Regions from separate parts of the Mus musculus genome. Here region 1 is linked to region 2. The links are chromatin contacts, called in public HiChIP or PLAC-seq maps. All regions are on one chromosome and are shown on one strand. The core of a region is the stretch at or near the end of the contact, and the rest is flanking DNA. Distances in the headings are between cores, read along the strand shown. Region 1 holds the start of Pcid2 (PCI domain containing 2). Region 2 holds the start of Irs2 (insulin receptor substrate 2).

Region 1 (6,696 bases), core at 2,079-4,578, 2.1 Mb after region 2:
ATATGCTCAAGGAGAGCTGGATCTACAGAGTGCGCTCCAGGACAACCAGGACTATGTAGAGAGACTCTATCTCAAATACACACATACATACATACATACATATGTACACACACATACATATCCATAATGGTTTTTAAAGAAAGAGTATAAGGGGAATTATGTTTTAAATTTTACTTTTTTTATTTGTTTCAGCTGGGTGTTGGTGGCACATGCTATTAATCCAGCAACTGGGAAGCAGAGGCAGGCAGATCTCTAAATTCAAGGCCAGCCTAATCTACTGAGTGAGTTCCAGGAGAGCCAGGGTTACACAAAGAGAGTCTGTCTTTAAAAGCAAACAAACAAAAATTGACTAAGTTATTTTATTTTAGGATCTGCCATGTGGGTGCTGGGAACTGAACCCAGGTCCTCAGCAAGATCAGCAAGTATCCTTAACCTCTGAGCTATCTCTACAGCCCAGAAATTATTCTTTAACATAAAAAGCAAACAGCAGATACAAATAGAAAGAGGGCCAGGATGTGACTCAATGAATGATAGAGCACTTGCCTAGATGCATAAGACCCTAGCTTCAGTCCCCAGATCCACATAAAAAGAAAATCAATATAGAAAGGAAAACAGAAAAATCATATCCTGGACAACGAAGACGATACCTGGTCTGGGAAAGGGCTCTCAGTGAGGGTAACCCACCTCTACAAAAGGGACTGGAGGACAGGAAGCTCACAGTCCCACATTATCTAGAACAAGAATACATGCAATGTGTAACTCTGGATTGCACTCTGGATTCAAAAAACAAATCCTAAGAAACAATTTGCACACCTAAGCGATCCATCCCATATACAATCACCAAACCCAGACACTTTTGTGGATGCCAACAAATGCTTACTGAAAGAAGACTGTTATAGCTGTCTCCAGAGAGGCCCCACCAGTGCCTGACAAATACAGAGGTGGATCCTCGAAGCTTACCATTGGACTGAGCACAGGATCTCCAACGAAGAAGCTAGAGAAAGGACCTAAGGAGCTGAAGGGGTCTGCAGCCCCATAGGAGGAACAACAATATGAACTAACCAGCAACCCCAGAGCTCCCAGGGACTAAACCACCAAAGAAAACACATGGTGGGACTCATGGCTCCAGCTGCATATGTAGCAGAGGATGGCCTAGTCAGTTATCAATGGGAGGAGAGGCCCTTGGTCCTGTGAAGGCTCTATGGCCCAGTGTAGGGGAAGGCCAGGGCCAGGAAGCCAGTGTGGGTGGGTTGGTGAGCAGGGGGAGAGGGAAAGGGGATGGGAATTTTCAGAAGGGAAACCAGGAAAGAGGACAACATTTGGAATGTAAATAAAGCAAATATCTACTGAAAAACAAAAAAACAAAAAATGTGCAAAACATTGGAAAATTAAAAGTTACATGCATCAGTGTCAAAGTTCTCAGGCTACTAAATGCATTGTGGTTACAGTGAATGTCCTTGTTCTTAGGGCTACGATGTCTGTGATGTTCTTTGGCTGTGGGTTCTGAATTAGAGGTAATTTATTACTGTTAACCTTAGGAAATGGAGTAAAGTTTCCTTCTAGTTTGACCTTGAAGAAAAGTGGACCTCACTCCTTGCTGTAAGGAGTAGACTCCTCAAGCTCCACGTTTCTCTCTTTGAAACATATGCAGGCTCCCCTTGCAGGCCATCAAAACATCACTATGGACTTGGGATAACCCGGAAGCAGCACAAGCATGCTGATGCCATGCCATTCCCTGTGACAGGAAAGAAAGACCTTTATTCCTGGCTCAAGCAGTCACAAGAGTAACAGGCTACTCTTAACCTTATTAACACCGGTAAGGATGGCAAAATTCAACCAACCTGACCCCAACAGCTTCTGGGAAATCAGCACAGGAATCATGGGGAAAGAGAGACAAGCAATTTGTTAACAGGTAGCCACTGGCCAAGGCTATTGCCAGTGTGTTGAAATAAAGACTGGTCTTTTGGCCAACAATGAGATCACTAAGGTTCAAGCGTGATCTCCAGAATTAGCATCTTGCTAAGTGTTAAACATGTGCACTGTAGAGCCAGTCTCTGATGCTTCTGAGCTGGGAAGACTTGGGTTAGCCGCCTACGGAGCTCTTCAAGGAGGGCCTTGTGATGGAATCAAAGAGAATACATATGCACACGCAGCACCGACAATAGTGCCGCTACTTAAGAAGCACACAAGTACTGCTTCTAGTACTGTAGTACCCAAAACTGAGCTGTTTGGGACAGGAAAAGGGGGCTTTGGTAATAGAGCTAAGCGCAAATCCAAGGTTCATAAGCAGCCATGAGCAGCAAGTGTAGTCAGTTAAAACGTTCATCAGTCTTCCCTATCTGGCTGCCCCTTGCACCAGGTGTGTTGCCTAGTGGGATTCACATCTTCAACACCCTAGAAGACGCAATCACGGCCCTCCACCCGGATGCAACAGTGTTTGCCTGTGCCACTCCCAGGCTTTAAGTAAAGCCTTGATGGGCACCGCTGCCAAGAGACACAACGTGCTTCGTGCGGACAGCAGCGCTGACTACACAGACAACCGTTTCTACAAGTGGCCCCGATCTTGCTACCTCCACCTCGGATCCTCCTCCTCCTGGTCCACCGGGCAGCACCTGCAACTTCCGAACAAGGCAGGCTGCCCACCGCGTGCAGCACACCCTCCTCGCCTCGAGGCCAGCCGCAGGACCCCCGGCACCGTCCGACCCGGCCCCAGGACTCACCCCTCGTGGCCCGTAGGCCAGGATACCAAGCGAAACCCACCTGCTGTAGGTACTGGTTAATGGTGATGTGCGCCATAGCGGCGGCCGCGGGTGTTGAGTGCCTCACTTCCGGCGCAGGTCCGTTTCCGCTCCTTGTCCCCACACGGTAACCTCTGCACGTTGGTTCCGGAGCGGGTGAAGGTGGAGCGAGCCGAGCCGAGCCGAGCCGAGCCGGTGGTGAGAGCACTTCTTTGGGGGCAGCTGTCAGCGCGGTCGCCGGGACGCCTCGGGTGCGGCGGGGGCGCGCGCGAGGGCGGAGGACTGACGTGGAGGAGTTCCCAACCGACTTGGGAACGTGTCCCTGGTCACGTCGGTGTGCTAGCGACCCGATTCCTCGCACCCCTCTCCCATGAGGGTGACCCGATCCCCAACCCTCCGTGTGCAGAGGCGCTCCTGACTCTCCCGGAACCAAAGTCCAGAGCCCACTGGGAAGGCGTCCCGCGCACTCCTAGGATGTGTTCCTGAGTCCTCCCACATCTCACACTGGGGCACCCCAGATAAATGGGTGCAGAGCATCCCGTCCCCAACCCCTCGGCGCGCTAGCGCACGGAGCAGCATCCCTGAGCATCCTAGGTGTAAGGTGATCCAGGAGGCAAGGTTGCCGGGTGCTTTTATCCACTCAAGTCCTCGCCGGGGTGTCCTCGTCACGGCCCTCGACGTGACGTGGGGCGGCGAGCTCCGGAGCCCTCGGTGCAGGTGTCACGGCGCCCTCTCGCGAGCATTCGTTGTAGAACGCCTGCGAGTCCCCGAGCCCTCCTTGGGCGGAGTTCGCGCATAGGAGGAGGAGCCGGATCGTTCCGGTGCGCGCCGCGGCGGTTGGGCCTCGGGCGCGCGGACCCGGCCGCGAGCAGAAAGAGGAGGAGCCGAGCGCTCACGGGCGGAGCCCGACAGCAGCAGGAGGAGGAGCCGGGCGCGCACGGAGCGGGCGCAGGGCAGGAGGAGGAGCCGGGCGGCGCGGGGCGGGGCGGCGTCCGGCCCAGCCATGGCGGACGAGGGCCCTCGGAAGGGCAGCGTCTCGGCTCTCATGGGCCGCACCAACGGCCTCACCAAGCCCGCGGCGTTGGCCGGTGGCCCCGCCAAGCCGGGGGGCACGGGAGGCTCCAGGAAGCTGGTCATCAAGAACTTCCGAGGTGGGTGCGCTCCGGTGAGGAGCGAACGGGGCGGCCGGCGGGTCGCGCGCTCGGACAGGGCCTCCTGGGGCTGCCCGGCAGGCCCTGTCCCCGCGCCCCGGCCCGCCTGGTTCCCGCACTGTCCCGTCTCGGCGCCGCAACCCGACTTGTCCCTGCACCTCACGCTCCGCCACGTCCCCGCGCCCCAGCTGGCCCCGATCCCGCACCTCCTGGCTAGCCCGGCCGGGCCCTGCCTCGGTGCCCCGGCCTGTGCTGTCCCCGCGCGGCCGTTGACCCTCTCTCCCCCACAGACAGGCCGCGGCTGCCTGACAACTACACTCAGGACACGTGGCGGAAGCTTCACGAAGCGGTCAAGGCCATCCAGAGCAGCACATCCATCAGGTACAACCTGGAGGAGCTGTACCAGGTGAGCGGCGGCGAGGGCCTGCGAGCACCTGGCTGGGTTCCTCCTCCAGCAGCCACCGGGGCCAACGCTAGGGAGGCCCGCCCGTCCGCCCGCCCGCCCGGGGAGAAGCTGCGGCCCGAGCCTTCCCTAGCGGAAGCCGCGAAACCCTGGGTCAGCAGGTGTTTCTATGGATCGCCGCCCTGGATTAGTGCTGTGTGTTGAGGCTTAGACCAGGCTGCTTAGGAGGTGTACGTTTTCCCAGCGCCAGAAGAAAGGAGGTGTTTGGAGCTAAGAGGCACAGAGCCCCCAGCAGTCTTCAGTGTTATCAGAGTGCCAGTGTGTTATACATGGAACTCAGTACGGCCCCACTTGCTAGTAGGGTCCCTGGGTTGTGACACACACACCCCCTCCCCAACACACACACACTGTTTTGTAGTTTAATTATTGCAAATAAGGTTGCAGACAGATTCTGGTAGGGTTTTTGTTTTGTTTTGTTTTGTTTTTTTTTGAGACAGGGTTTCTCTGTGTTGCTCTGGCTGTCCTGGAACTCACTCTGTAGACCAGGCTGGCCTTGAACTCAGAACTCCACCTGCCTCTGCCTCCCGAGTGCTGGGATTAAAGGTGTGCGCCACCACGCCCGGCGATTCTGGTAGTTTTAACTTAAAGACAAGTTGTGTCTGCAACAGGGGGGGAAAATCATCCGAAGTACATTTTGCTGTTTCAAGCACACTTTTCTGTCATGGTTTTATACAATAACTGCTAAATATTCTGTGTTTTAGTTTGTGATAGAACAAATAATTACTTATATGTTACTTAAAAGTTACCTAAGAGGCTTGTTTTATCCTGGTTACAAACTGAGTGTATTGTAAGTTACAGAAAGCACAAGAAGAAAAGTAAGCAGTGGTACCCGAAGGAACCTGTGGCAGGCCCATCACTCCCAACCCCAAACTCCCAAATCCAAAACTTGTAGTGCACTCATGAAAAAAAGACCCACACCTGACTTCCTCTGCTGGGCCTCAGACAGAACACAGTATATGCTAAAACTGTTGAATAAAATGACCATCGAGCTAGGGCCAGCCAGATGACCCAGTAGGTAAAGCGCTGGCAGAGCCAGCTTGACAACTTGTGTTCGAACCTCAGAACCCTCAAAAAGGTGGAAGGAGAAAACTGACTGGAGACGCATCCCCAGACCTCCAGCCTCTTGACGTGACACAAGCACCCACACATACACTTGGTGTACACACACAATGATAAAACAAGGGATATGGGGTACGAGTCAGCTTTGTGTCTGTTTACACTTGATTCTCAGTACCCAGATACATCATTGTGTATGTGCAAGTATTAATCCGGAAGAAAAACATCTGAAATCCACAACACTAGTAGCCCCAAGCATTCTGGGTAAGGGACCACTGGCCGATGGTGACGGATTGGTGTATATGTGTCTGTTCTTTGTCTTAAGTTTGTGAGTTGATTGTGTATTGAAGGAGAGGATTTTATTTAAGGTTTTGTTTTTGTTTTGTTTAGACAGGGCTCACTGTGTAGCCTTGGCTATTCTAGAACTCACTGTGAACAGTCTGACTTACAGAGATCTTCCTGCCTCTGTCTCTTGGTGCTGGAATTAACATTATGCACTACTACACCCGCCTAAAGATTTGCTTTTATTTTTATTATTTTAAGTATGTGCCTATGTGTAGGTGTGCATATGAATACAGTGTTGGGGGCATGTGACATGTGCTCCAGTAGGTTTATTTTGTTTATTTTATTTTTTTATGAGAAGAGAGAGTCGGTTGGTTTTATTTTTTACGAGATTCACTGTGGGGCTGGAGAGATGGCTCAGCAGTTAAGAATGCTCTTACAGAGGTCCTGAGTTCAATTCCCAGCAACTACATGGTGACTCACAACCATCTGTCATGGGATCTGATGCCTCCTTCTGGTATGTGTGAAGACTGGGACAGTGTACCTTATAACTATGGGGAAAAAAAAAGGTCTCACTGGGTATTAGTCCCGGCTGCCGCTCATGTGCCGGGGCTATAGGTTAACTCTAACATACTTGTCCCAGTAGATTTTAATGGCCTAAGATAGAGTTGTTTGCCAGCCGCTCAGTGAAAATGTAGACTGTTTCCCTCCCCGGTAACGAAGGGCTGCCCCGTGAACTCATCCCCTCCCGTTCCCCAGCTGTGGCAGCTGCTGCCGTGTTCTCTCTACTCCTCCACCTCTATCTAGAAGGAGCAGCGCATTTGCAGTCCTCTGGCATCTGGCTCTTATCTAGAATGGCGTTTGCCATTTCCTCTGGTGCTAACAGTTTGGCATTTTGGTTTGTTTGTTTTTGTTTATTAATGTGTTTAGTATTTGAAATAGAATTCCTTCCATCCCTGTCCTCCTCCTTTCCTCTCTCCATGGCCCCTGGACACCCTCTTTGAAA
Region 2 (7,218 bases), core at 3,945-6,444:
TGTGCCCAAATCAACAGCCCCAGCGTTACCCAGGGACTTATTAACAATGCCACTTTGCCAGGTTCTGGTCCTGTAGTGCCGGAAAGCTCTGGAGGTTTACTTTCCTAGTATCTGCAGACAGGACACCCTCCAGGAAACTCCCAGTTATGCACAGGTGAGAACCGCTACCATCAGGGTATGTAAGCCAAGCCACACTGCTACCATTTCCCTTGGGAGAACTACGCACGGTACCCCTGATGGACAGGCTTGTCACAGTCTACATGCGAGCAGCCATGGAGACTCATGCTTACTTTGCTGAGGGGCTCTTAGGTATGTTTAAATAAGCCTTGTGTCTGAGCAGCAACGACCTGGGACCCAGCCACTCACACAGAGAACCAGTAGCTGGTGCCTTGAGCAACTTCAACTGTACAGATCTAAACAACTTTCCGCTCTGTAGCACCTACACTGAGACAGAAGGTTAGGGCAGGACCATAAGAACGCAGAGAAGAGGGGACTGGACCTAAAACAAAGGCAAAGTCTCCCAACCATGGGGGAAGACATCAATTCTACTCAAAAGCCAAGTCCACTTTCCTGACAAGCTCTTTGGAGAAAGACAATAACAACATGGTAGCCAAGAGGGAGAAGGCCCAGGCAGCCGGTTGGCAATTAAGCCAAGGAAGCACTAGTAAGAGTGGCATCCAAAGCCACCCAATACTCCACTCTCCCTCCCCCATCCTCAAGGTCAAAGGGCCTCACCTTTCACGACTGTGGCTTCCTTCAAGTGATGGGACAGGAAGTCGATGCTTGCATAGGTGCTGGCAGAGGGCAAAGCTCCAGTGCCTGGACCCCCACACACTCCGCTGGCGCCAGAGCCTCCGACGGTGCCGAGGAGCCCCCCAAGGCTACGGGTCCGGCTCCAGGAGTTCTTGTCTCCTGGCTGCGGCTGAGACTGCGCCAAGGACCCCTGCTCGCCTCTCACATCGATGGCGATATAGTTGAGGCCGTTCTGGAAACCCACGGAGGTCTCTCTGCGCATGGGAGAACTGCTGCCTCCAGGACAGCCAATCAAAGCTCCGGGCTGACCGGGGTTCCACGGCCTAGCCTGTGGCACTGGGGGCACAGCCACCAAGGGCTGTGCCTGTCCTGGGGATGTGGGCGGCTCATCACCTCCTCCCAGGGTACTGCTGCCTTCACTGCTTTTCCTGAGTGAGACATTTTCCACAGAGGCCGAATTGTGGCGCTTGGAATTGTGGGCAAAGGATGGGGACACTGGGGTGACGGTGGTGGTAGAGGAAAAGGTCTCTGAACTGTGGCGACGACGTCCCCCCTGTGGGTCTGCACGGATGACCTTAGCACCCCGGTGGGGGTCAGGGGGCTGGCTGACTTGAAGGAAAGCCTCCACCCCAGATACCTGATCCATGAGACTTAGCCGCTTCAAGCCCGATGTGGGACTGGCCACTCGGGCACCTTCTGGCTTTGGAGGTGCCACGATAGGTTGTGGCGGGGTTGCAGCCACACCAAAGGCCATCTCGGTATAGTCACCATTATCCCCAGGCTCGGAGGACATTGAGGAGCCAGCAGTGGGACCCTGGGAAGTGGCAGCTGATGCTGGAGGCAGGCGGTATAGGTCTCCCGGGGCAGGTGGCAGAGGCTGCTGTAAGGAGGAAGGGGAAGTGGAAGGACGTGGGGGCAGTGGTGGGTATGGGGATGAAGCCTCTGGAGAGAGAAGGCCATCCATGGAGCCTACTGTGTCCCCACTGCGGGTGCTAGGCTTGGGGGACTTGGGAGAACTGAAGTCCAGGTTCATATAGTCAGAGAGTGGAGAGCGCTGCCGGCTGTCGCTGCTGGTGCCTGGGGTTCCTGAACCCAGGGATGAAGCAGGACTACTAGCTGAGAGCAGTGAAGAAGATGAGGCCGCGGATGCCAGTAGTGGGGGGGCAGGCGGAGACAGACGGGTACCTGCCTCACCAAAGTCAATGTTGATGTACTCGCCAGGGCTCTTGGGCTCTGTGGGTAGAGGGTACTCTTGCATGCTGGGAAGGGTCTGCAGTCCCTCTAGCGATAGGCGTGTAGGCCGCACTGCCCGACATCGCTGGCCCAGGAAGCCCTCAGGGCGGCCACCGATGGCACTCGGCCTCATGGAGGAAGGCACTGCTGAGTGATGAGGCTGGGTATGACTACCACCAGCTGCCCCAAAGGTGCCAGCCCCTGGGGTGGCCTGGGGCTCCAGTCTCTCCTCTTCCAAGATCCGGCCCACAGGGGAGCTCATGAGCACATACTGGTCATTGTCTCCGCTGCAGGAACAGGGAGCCTTATAAGAGCGGGGCAAAGAGCTGTAGCAGTGGCCCGGGATGCCTTTGAGGCCTTCACTGCCTCCACGCAAAGCTGCTGAGAAGTCAGGTGGGGTCCCTGCAGTGCCTGCCTCGCTGGGGGACATGTTGAGGTAGTCCCCGTTGGGGAGTAGCTTAGGGTCTGGGTTCTCCATAGACAGCTTGGAGCCACACCACATTCGCATGTACCCACTGTCTTCTGGGGAGCTCTCCGCTGGGGAGCTGGCTTTGTAGCCACCTCCGTTTACTGGGAAGGTCCTGCCCACCCCTGAAGGGGGTGCTGGCACGGCTGCTCCGGAAGGGGGCAAGGCCGCTGCCAAGCGTGGCTGCAGGATCTGCTTGGGAGCAGACACGCTTGTGGGGCTCATGGGCATGTAGTCATCGCTCTTGCAGCTATTGGGACCACCACTCCTAAGGGCTGCCCCAGGGGTCATGGGCATGTAGCCATCATCTGCCCCCAGGTTACTGCTGGAACTCTTGTGAGAACCAATCTCAATGTCTCCATAGTCCTCTGGGTAAGGGTTGTAGGCCACTTTGGGAGAGGACGCAGGGAAGGATGGGCAGAGGCGACCTGAACTACCAGAGAAGGTGGCCCTCATGAGAGTGTATTCATCTAGAGAGGCAGAGGAAGGCTGAGGTACCTGCCGCTGCCTGGCAGGCGTGGTTAGGGAATAAGTCCTCTTCCTCAGTCCTCTATCCAGGTCCTGGGCCCCATCCCCTGAGACCCTACGGTAAGGGCGGCCACAGTGGCTCAGGGGTCTATCCATGCTCATGTACCCATAGAGTTCGCCCCCACTGCCATCTCTGGCTGGCGGGGTCTCCGCTATTGACTCGGGTGTGTTGCTCCTGTGGCTACTGAAGGCTCTCAGGTCGCCAGGGCTGGAGCCATACTCGTCAAGGGACATGAAACCCGGGTCGCTGGGGGAGCCCGAGGCGGAGGCACTACCGCTGGACGGACGCTGGCCTTGGGGGTGATGCAGTGGATGAGGCAGGTGCGGGTGGGAGCCAGGTGGCAGCGGGTAGGAGCCCGAGCCGTGCCCACTGCTGGAGGACAGGCTGCCTGGGCTGGTGGCTGCAGGAGGTGAGTGCGCCACGGGCATGGACATGGAGCGGCTGTGTTGCAGGGCTCCCCCTGCCGGCGCCAGAGTCACTTTGCTCGGGCGGCCTCCGCAGCCGGCGCTCAGGGTGTGCGAGCGGCTAAGGGGCGCGCGCACCGGCCCGGGACTCAGGGGGCTCCCTGCCACCGACATCGGCCTGCCTCCTGCCGTCCCGGCCCCGCCTGCCGCGCCGCCGTCGCCCTCGCTGGCCGTACGAACCCGGCACGAAGTGCACTTGGCTGCTGGGGGGGTGGCCGCCAGGCTGTCAGTGCGCGAGCGGCGCACCAGGCCGGTCTGGCTAGGGGGTAGGTTGACTAGGTGGTGGTGGCGGCGCGCGCCCGGCACGCTGATGGGATGCGTGGCTGACGACCCGGACGACTGACTCTTGCTGCGAGGCCGGAACTCGAAGAGCTCTTTGAGTGCCTTCATAGCTTCTAGGATGGTCTCATGGATGTTCTGCGCCACCACCGAGTCGTCGGCTTGCATCCACAGCTCCCCGGGACCGGTGACGGCCGAACGGCCCACCTCGATGAAGAAGAAGCTGTCCGAGTGGCCGCAGCGGCGAATGTTCATAAGCTGCAGCGTCACCGACGGCTGTTCGCAATTGAGCTTCACGAAGCCGATGGTGCGCGCAGACAGGCATAGGCGGTATACACCAGTCAGGTTCTTGCTCTGGCCCAGTCCCTTAGGTTTCAGGTTCACCTGCCACACCTCGCGGTAGACGGCCGTGGCGGGTGTCACGAGCCCGTAGTTGTCATCGCAGCCAGCGGCGCCCGCTGAGCCGCCCAGGACGCCCGGGAGAGAGGCGCTGCAAGAGCCTCCGGTGGTGCCCGAGCCCCCCTCGCCAGAGCGGCCTTCGCTGACCAAGTCGGTGAGTGCGCGGTACCAGCCCTCCTGCTCCTGCTCGTTCTCCGCCGCTACAGCGAAGTACTCGTCCTTGGTGTAGAGGGCGATCAGGTACTTGTGCTTGGCGTCCGCGCGCTTGTTGATGTTCAGACAGCAGTCGAGCGCGATCACTCGCTTCGGCGCGCCCGCCTTGCTCCTCCACTTCTTCTCGCTCTCGTAGTACTCCAGCCGCGGAGGCTGCGGCGGCGACCCCCCAGCCGCGGATGCCTCGTCGCCGCCCGTGCCGGGGCCGCGCAACACGAAAAAGCGCTTGTGGCCGTGCTTCTGCTTGCGCAGGTAGCCGCACTTGCGCACGCTGTGGTTGTTGTTGTTGTTGTTGTTATTGAGGTTCGGGCCGTCCCCGCCCGCCGACGCGGGGGGCCCAGGCAGGGGCGCGCTAGCCATCGCCGCCGCTTCAGGTCTCTCTGCCCGGCTGGGCGAACAGGGGATGGCGAGGGCCGAGGGGCGCGGGCGGGGGCGGCTCCCCGCCACCCGTCGCCCGGCCGCCCGGCCACGCGCGCGCGTCCCCCGGGCCCAGGCGGTGGGCTAGGAGGCGCGCGCGGCTCGGTGGCGCAGGGCCCTCCGCCGCTCCGAAGGATGCTCGGTGCGGGCGATGGCCACCCCCCCGCTTCGACTGTCCGCTGCCGCTGCTTCCCGGGCTCTCGGGCGGCGCCCGGGGACTGGCTGGCTGGGTCGAGAGTCGGGGTCCCCGAGTCGCGGGGCCGAGCTTAGAACGCGCGCGGCCCGTCTGCTGCCACCGTTCTGCACTGCGCGACGACGGTCTGCGTCCGGACACTCGGGGCCCACACTGCCACTGGGGCCGCTGCTGCCGTTGCTGCCGCTGCTGCTGCTGCCACCAACGACGACCCGGGCTTGTCGCGGTCCCCGCCGCACAGTGAGTAACACATCGCGCACCGAGTGACTGAACTAAGAGCAAAACAACACGTGACTCTGCGTTACGCAGGCACACTCGCGCGGACGCCCCGCCCCGCAGCCCTGCATTGGCGCCGCGTTCCCCGACGGACAGCGAGACGGACCAATGAGCGTGAGGCACGGGGGGGGGGGGGAGGCGGACCGACACCGGGCTGCGTTTCCCGCCGTCCCCTCCCTCCCCCTCTCCGAGGCCGGGCCGGGGCTCGGCGGGGGCCGGGCCGGGCTCATTAATCAGGGGCTCGTTGTGGATGCGGGCGGGGGCGATGCCACCCAAGGCGGGAAGCCCGCCGTGGAGAAGGCGGGTGCGGGGTTTGTGCTCCCGCCTCGCGTCCCACTAACTGGCCCCAGGCTTCCGCCGCGGAGGGGGAACGGGGGCGGGAGGTCGGATCTGGTGCGGGGCGGCGGTCGGACCCCAGCAGCCGGGGTGGGCGCGCGGCGCAGGGCGGTGCCCGCTGTGGGTGGCAGGCGCGCGGCCCGGCTTGTTTACGAGCATCGTTGCCCGCGAGCTCCGGGTCGATGGCAGCTCGGTGCCTTTTCCCGGCGGCGAGCCGATCGAGGGGCGCCCCGGAACCCGCCCCACCCTCCGCAGGCGTCCGCCCCCGGCCGTGGGCTCTTTCCGGGGCGTCATCAGAGCCATTCACTTGTCAGGTTCCCGGGAAGTGGAAGTCGCCTGTTCTGGATGTAATAGGAGAGAGGAGGAGGGCGTGCTGGCGTAGGAAAATGCGGTTTCCATAGTGCCGGGAAAGGGCGGGCCTGGGCGGGAGCGGGGAGCTGGGAGCGAGTGCTGGCGGGCGTCCTCCCCACGCCCCGCGCCCTCACCGCTCCCGGCCCGCGCCCCAAACCGTGTTCACCCAGCACCCGGGCTATGGGCGGGCGTCGCCGAACCTAGGAGCGCGGCCGCGGGCACAGCGCCAAGCCAAAGATGCCCTTGAACTGCTGCTTTGAATTTCTCTATCTACGTGGCCTTTGTGACTTTCAAAGTCGAGGGCAAATAAGCACCTGCATGTCTTCTCTCCTAACTGACAGCGTGAGGGCCGCTAGGAAGGGCAATGGTCCGCGCTCACGGAAGGCGGGCTTGGAACCCTGCTCTGGATGCGTAAACAAAACAAACCCTTGCCCATCTAGGGAGAAAGTATCTAAATGAAACAATTCAGGACCAGAGTTTATCTTACAATTTAACCTTGGTTATTTTGTTCTGAGTCCTGGAAGTTCGCGGTGGAATGCCCTGCATAATTTACAAATCATTGTAGCAATTACAATGACATGTTTAAGAAAAATAATTGCACAGTGTGATTCTGAAGACCATAGATGCTTTACCCTTTGTGTAAACTGTGCCTTAAACACCCTAATGATGAATTTGTGCCAAGATAACCCAAGCCGATATTGGACCTGCTCTGTTTTTAGCTTGTATGCGGCTATGATTATGATTATTGATGAATAGCAAAAGCCTGGGGAAAACCATCCATTAGTAAATATCATCATAAAATTAACCTCAAAAGGGTGTGTTGAATTGGGTCTTCCATTTTAAATTATACTCTTTAAAAATAAAGGACCAGTAGATGCCACTGTTAGCGTCTCTACGTGTGCAAGGGTGTGTGGCTACACACCCTCGCACACATATCCCTCTATGTGCAAGCTGTGGTTGTGAGTGTGCCAAGCACACGGTCTTGTGGTCGTTGGCTTTTATGCCGCCTCTATCACCAAGCATTATCGCTAACCAGAAGAAACGTAACAACACGACAGGATTTTTATCTTGGAGCTCGAAGAAAATGTGGCTCGATTTTTATTGATTGTGATAATTTACATCCCACTTTATGAGACACATAAATGAGCCTGTGTGTTCTGTAACCTGAAATAGCGCAGGACAAGAGGCCACAGCGTCAGTACCCTATGCTTTTCTTTGAAAAAAAAAAAAAAAGCACCATTTTTGCTTTCTTTTTTTATTCTGACTCTCAATACAAAATTAGATTTTTAGGAATGCATTGAGTGCTGAC

Evidence for each region. HiChIP or PLAC-seq counts read pairs in DNA pulled down with a chosen protein or histone mark.
Region 1: a contact with region 2 is called in an H3K27ac HiChIP or PLAC-seq map of double positive thymocytes, with 7 times the contacts expected there. The contact joins the promoter of Pcid2 here to the promoter of Irs2 in region 2. A contact is called at or near these places in 2 of 484 Hi-C or Micro-C datasets (CD4 T cells and embryonic stem cells) and 1 of 115 datasets of contacts at active chromatin or transcription factors (double positive thymocytes).

Annotation. Positions count from the first base shown.
Region 1 is chr8:13,102,015-13,108,710 of GRCm38.p6, forward strand. It overlaps Pcid2 (PCI domain containing 2), which reads right to left and starts at 3,329. Exons shown (of 14, transcript NM_178708.3): 1 at 2,761-3,329. The coding sequence starts at 2,796. Cul4a (cullin 4A) reads left to right here and starts at 3,609. Exons shown (of 20, transcript NM_146207.3): 1 at 3,609-3,889; 2 at 4,180-4,295. The coding sequence starts at 3,742.
Region 2 is chr8:11,003,735-11,010,952 of GRCm38.p6, forward strand. Irs2 (insulin receptor substrate 2) reads right to left here and starts at 5,195. Exons shown (of 2, transcript NM_001081212.2): 1 at 736-5,195. The coding sequence starts at 4,696. 9530052E02Rik (RIKEN cDNA 9530052E02 gene) reads left to right here and starts at 4,116. Exons shown (of 5, transcript NR_046017.1): 1 at 4,116-4,277.